Linked DNA regions of Hordeum vulgare: region 1 is linked to region 2. Evidence: chromatin contacts called from public Hi-C data. All regions are on one chromosome and are shown on one strand. The core of a region is the stretch at or near the end of the contact, and the rest is flanking DNA. Distances in the headings are between cores, read along the strand shown. Region 1 holds the start of LOC123449265 (heat stress transcription factor A-9-like). Region 2 holds the start of LOC123446764 (mitogen-activated protein kinase kinase 9-like).

The links. Hi-C and Micro-C count contacts between places; a contact is called where the count stands out from the background.
Region 1: a Hi-C map of seedling shows a contact between it and region 2, with 3 times the contacts expected there. The contact joins the promoter of LOC123449265 here to the promoter of LOC123446764 in region 2. A contact is called at or near these places in 2 of 6 Hi-C or Micro-C datasets (leaf and seedling) and 1 of 1 datasets of contacts at active chromatin or transcription factors (embryo).

The regions. Positions count from the first base shown.
Region 1 is chr4H:525,148,107-525,150,889 of MorexV3_pseudomolecules_assembly, reverse strand. LOC123449265 (heat stress transcription factor A-9-like) reads left to right here and starts at 1,278. Exons shown (of 2, transcript XM_045126412.1): 1 at 1,278-1,562. The coding sequence starts at 1,278.
Region 2 is chr4H:524,970,864-524,973,655 of MorexV3_pseudomolecules_assembly, reverse strand. It overlaps LOC123446764 (mitogen-activated protein kinase kinase 9-like), which reads right to left and starts at 1,466. Exons shown (of 1, transcript XM_045123308.1): 1 at 90-1,466. The coding sequence starts at 1,303. The coding sequence ends at 308.

The DNA.
Region 1 (2,783 bases), core at 29-2,528, 180 kb before region 2:
CTAACAATAAGCCCATGAGGCTAAAATTATGCAGCCCAGCGTGCTAATCGGACCAACAAGCCGGCTCGTTTAGTAACGGGGCCGTGCCTGGGTTTGGAGGCACAACCCACTGGCTGGCACGTCACGACCCGATTAATAAACGTGCATCGGCGGGCCTTGTCGGACCAGACACGTTTAGCACGGGGCGTGCCGTGCCGGGCCAGCGTTTGGCCAGGTATGACCTCTAGTCCATTTATAGGGGGAACATGGTCTTTTAATATATTATTTAATAACCTGAAGTTTATATTTAATCCCTGGAACCAAACAGATAGTGACTAGAATTTATTTAGTTATGATTAAAAAAACCTATGACTTTTTAAAACAAACATGACCTGAATCTGTCGTAATCATTCGGTTGACGCCTAGTTTCCTGCAAATGTTATTCGGCCGGTCCAAGCCTCTATGTCGAACAGGCCCATCTAACGTTGGACTAGACTGGACTGAACGAGCTCCTGGTCCTTGCGTGTGGAAACGAGTTTGACAGTGTAATTCCAGTCCAGTCTAACTCCAAGCCCAAGGACAGCAATGACGTCGGCGACTTGCCCCTGCATGACCGCGACACCCGTACTTGCCATCTGGCCCGTCGTTCCAGGGCCACATATCAGTCTCTCCGTGTGAATTCCTCCTTCGTCCTTTTCTTTAAGAGTTGTTCGAACGGAGCGCTGCTTCCCAGCTCCCACCGGCCCCGCCCATGCCATCGAGCGGGACGCGACGCAACCAAACTGGCTCCTCCGCCCCACAGCAAAAAAGAAGAAGCGCAAAATGCGGAAAACTCTCGCCGCACATGAAATCGTCACGCCTTACGCGTAACTCTCGCACGCCGACACGTGGGTCCCGACGCACTCAGGCCCACAAGTCATCGTCGAATAAAAACACGAGGGCGCAGCTGTAAGTCGAAAACACGTACGTGCTTTTCTTTTCTGCGTTATTTTTTTATTCTAAAGCAATTTCCGGGCACGCGCCTTGCGTGGTCTGACGCACGCACAAATATCACCTACCCTACCACACATTTTTTTTTTCCTCTCGTTTTGAACTCCATAGATTTCTTCCTTTCTTTCTTAATCCTGAAGGAAGGCAGCCCAAGCACAGGCAGGAACAAGTCGCAGCCCCCCAAATCCGACCCAACGCGCACAAAAATTCAACCAAAATCATCCGAAATCCCCACTCCGATAGGCCTCCCTCCTCCCGTCTCGCCTCACGTCGCCGCCTCAATCTCCAAGGAAGCTAGGGTTTCCGCCATGGGCTCAAGCAAAGGCTCGCCCCCGCCCTCCGCCGCGGGCCCCTCTTCGGCCGGGGCCGCGCCGGCGCCGGTGGGGGCGGTGCCGAAGCCGCCGGAGGTGGCGCCGTTCCTCACCAAGGTCTACGACATGGTCTCGGACGCGGCCACCGACAGGGTCATGTCGTGGTCCGACGCCGGCAACAGCTTCGTGATCTGGGACGCGCACGCCTTCGAGCGCGACCTGCTCCGCCACCACTTCAAGCACAACAACTTCAGCAGCTTCATACGCCAGCTCAACACCTATGTGAGATCCCCTCGCTCGCCCTCCTCGCCCCTTTCCGATGATTTTGAGTTGAATTGGGTGCTATTGCTATCGCGGAGCATGTTTCCTTTATTGTAAATATATACTCCCTCCGTTCCTAAATATAAGTCTTTTTAGACATTTCAATAGAAAACTACATACGGATGTATATAGACATATTTTAATGTGTAGGTTCACTCATTTTATTACGTATGTAGTCCCCTGTTGAAATGTCTAAAAAGACTTATATTTAGGAACGGAGGGAGTATATTCGTAATGTGCTGTTGCGGCTAGCTGAGGATTTTGTCAGCAGTTGACTCTCTGGGGTAGCTTCCGATGTAAATTGGACAAACCTGTTTGAACGCGTCATCATTTTCTCTCGATGCCTGTTTGTTACAGGCTGTTCCTATGTTCAATTTCGTGCTTGTTGTGACAATACATTTTGAATTGGAGTAATATGGGGACTTAACGATCCGGGCTAAAACAGCTGTGCCAAATCTGTCCATGCTTTGGTATTCACTAGTCAAAATGCTTTTAGCAGCCTTCTTTATATATATGAAATACAGTTGTGCTTGTGACCAATGGAATTTTGTGGATCTGATCAAAATAACTATCTGCTGAACCTGCCTCTAGTGCTATTGGTATGGAATGCATGCTGTCGAAACTCCTTTCTGTATTTTGGATTCTATATATTTGGCATCTACGGAACTTTATTTATATAGTATTATAAGAGAAAGAAGCTACTTCATGTAGTGTCTTCGCTTCATGCTTAACGTAAATAGTATCCTGACTGTGGTGTTTCTGAATGAAATCAAATAAATGTTTGGTTTGCATTGACATAATATCATTGGCTGACAGCTAATCTTCTGTGTGAGCATTTCTTTTATGCTGATTGGAACTTTGTTTTACATACCCAAAGGTATTTGATGAATGATGTTGTGCTTTTGAGGAGTGCCTATCAGTATCCAGTGGCTGGAGCCAGATTCTTGCAGCCAGGGATTCAATACTTACCAGCTTTTCCTTCCAATTTTTATACCGATTCTTTCATGTCCATTTGCTGAGTACAAGAGCAGACTGATTTTTTGTCACTGGATTGTATACCTGCTCTTAAAGATTTTGTATGGACCACATGAATTGCTGCTCTTGGCTCCATATATACTTTTGGTAAAACTTCCTCATGAAGCATGTACTCCCTCTGTACCTAAACAATTGTAGTTGGGGAAA
Region 2 (2,792 bases), core at 217-2,716:
TATAGGTTTATAGCACGTGAAATTTCCTTAACCATCACAGATCGATCAGATTTTCGCACTAACATGTAGAGTAGAGTAGCTTCTGATTGTGATGAAGAAGGTAGTATCAATTCTCAAAACTGTCTGTCGCAATTTACGTGAAAGAACGAAGGAATCCTCTTGGATACGGCAAAAGGATGGGAAGAAAAAAAGGGAAACGCCACATGGGACAGCTTATTTCTCCCCGTGGCCTAGATTTATGTACACGTCATCAGCTTGGACGGATGGATGGACTCCTAACTCTCCTCCTAATAATTAACCAGTTTGGCTACTGGTCGCCCAGCTCCGCGGCCTCCGCCACGAGCGCGGCGAGGCAGCGCTGCGCCTCCTCGGCGTCGCGCTCGGCAATGAACGGGTGCTCGAGCAGCTCCGCCACGGACGCGCGCCGGCCGGCCTTCTTCTCGAGGCACCGCGCCACGAAGTCCCGGAACTCGTCCGACGCCGCGGCGGGGGCCTCGGGCGCCTCGCCGAAGCATATGGCGCACATGAGCGCGGCCCAGTCCGGGCGCTGCCCCGCGGGGAGGAGCGGGAAGTGTCCCAGGTACAGCTCCAGGATCGCCATCCCGAGGCTCCACACGTCCGCCGCGTACGGGTCGTAGTCGCCGGCGTAGGTCTCCGGGTCGAACCGCTCCGGGGACATGTAGGCGGCCGTGCCGACGTAGGACGCGCAGGGGTCGAGCCGCCGCCGCAGCACCTTGCCGGCGCCGAAGTCGGCGATCTTGACCTCGCCGCCGGGGCCGACGAGCAGGTTGGCGGGCTTGAGGTCGCGGTGCACGACGCGGAGCGCGTGCAGGGCCTCCAGCCCCAGCAGCGCCTGCCGCGCCACGGCGGCGATGGGGCGCTCCCCCATGGGCCGGCCGAGCGCGCGGAGGAGGCCCGCGAGGGAGCCGCCCGACACGAGCTCCAGCGCCAGCGCGGCCGGCTGCGCCGCCGCGGGCGACGGGATGACGGCGTGGAGGCGCACGACGTGCGGCGCGCCGGAGGCGAGCATGAGTATCTCGGCCTCGCGGGCCGCGGAGGGGTCCCCGTCCCCCGCGGCGAAGAGCTTGAGCGCGAAGTGCTGCGAGGTGCGGCGGTGGCGCGCCCTGAAGACGGTGCCGCCGTTGCCCTGGCCGAGCTGGGAGATCCTCTCGTAGTCGGAGAGGCGGGGGAGGCCCTCGCACGGCGCGGCGGCGGGCGGCGGCGGCGGCGGCGCGCGCAGGGCGAAGTGGTCGAGCGGGAGGGTGAGGTGGGGTAGCTGCCGGCGCTGCCGGACCAGAGCCATGGGAGACGGGATGGGTGGTGAGTCCTGAGTCGAGGTGGTGGTGGGTGGGCGGGCGAGGTGAGCTCCGGAGGCCGGCAGCTGGTGGCTAATGATAGAGAGTAGGCGGAGTGCTCCGTGGCGTGCTGGTGGTATATATGGAGGGGGACGGCGACGGGTGGCGGGTGAGTGGAAGCGAGCGGAGTTCGGGTGGAGGCACCGGAGGGTGAGCCGTGAGCGATTTCAGCTGGGGTGAGAGTGATTTCGGTTGGATCTCAATTTCTTTCTCCCGTGCGTCCGCCCTTCCTTCCTTCCTTCCTCTGCGGCCTATCATCTTGCACCAATGGTGCATGTCGTTTTTTATTTTTGTTTTTGTTTTGAGAACCAGGTGCATGGCATTTTGGTGTCCGCGATTCCAACGTCCCTTGTAGTGTGTGGCTTGGATATTTTTAGTGTGGAAATGTGCCGGTAATTAGCCTTGTAGTATTAGATGCCCCTAAAAAGGTTAGACTTCCAAATGAGGCCGCTTACATTTCTCAAAATCATTGAAAAGTAAAAAAAATGAGGATGTACTGCCTTTGTGAAAAAATATATAAAAGGATTTAGATCATTACGGAGTACATACGAACTAAATGGAGTCCTTTCCCGCAAAAAATAACAATATGAACATAGTGCATAGGGAAAAAGATCACCGAGGGCTTCACCTCCAATCTTGCACACTGGGAATGTTCACACACCTGGTTCTATGTACAACTAATCTGCACACAATTAGTAAGGAAAAGTGAATACTTATACTCCCTCCTTCCCAAAATATAAGGCGTCTGTTGATTTTTTTTGTCTCCGTTGCATAATTTTGACTATGGTTTTCACGTATTCTATGTTTGTTAAATTACTATACACACATATGAAATAAATTGTTTTGCAAGACAAATACATTGATATCGTTTATACATGTTCAATCTATGTACTTTGTTATAAATTAGTGGTTAAAGTCACCCATTAAAGACCATGCAAAGTCAAGGTCCATAGATTTCACATGTACAAATAATATTACTCTAAATATATAACAAAGACTGTGCAAAGTCATGCCCCTTAGATTTCACATCTCTTATTTGCATATGATACATTTTTGTTCTTTGAGACTTCCCTTGTACAAGCTCGATGTGTTAGAGATGCTCTTGATCTGTATGCGTCAATGACTCGTCAATCCCTCAATTAATTTAATGGTCGATCTTGTGTATTGATGCTTGTATGACCATCCACGAGGAGCTGGTTAGGGATGGTCTCAGCGTGACAAGTTCATGTTTTAAGGAGAGGTATCTTGGCCACCCTACTCGAGAGGGCCGAATGTCTAAAGCGTTTTCAAAACTTGGAAGCAAAATTGATTAGCGAGGCTTAGAGAGTTGCGTGATGGACACTTTGCTCAACTAGATAGAGAAGTTTTGATCAAATGTGTCGCGCAAGCGATTACAACTTGTGTATGGGTGCGTTTAAACTTCCCTTTTTAGTTTGT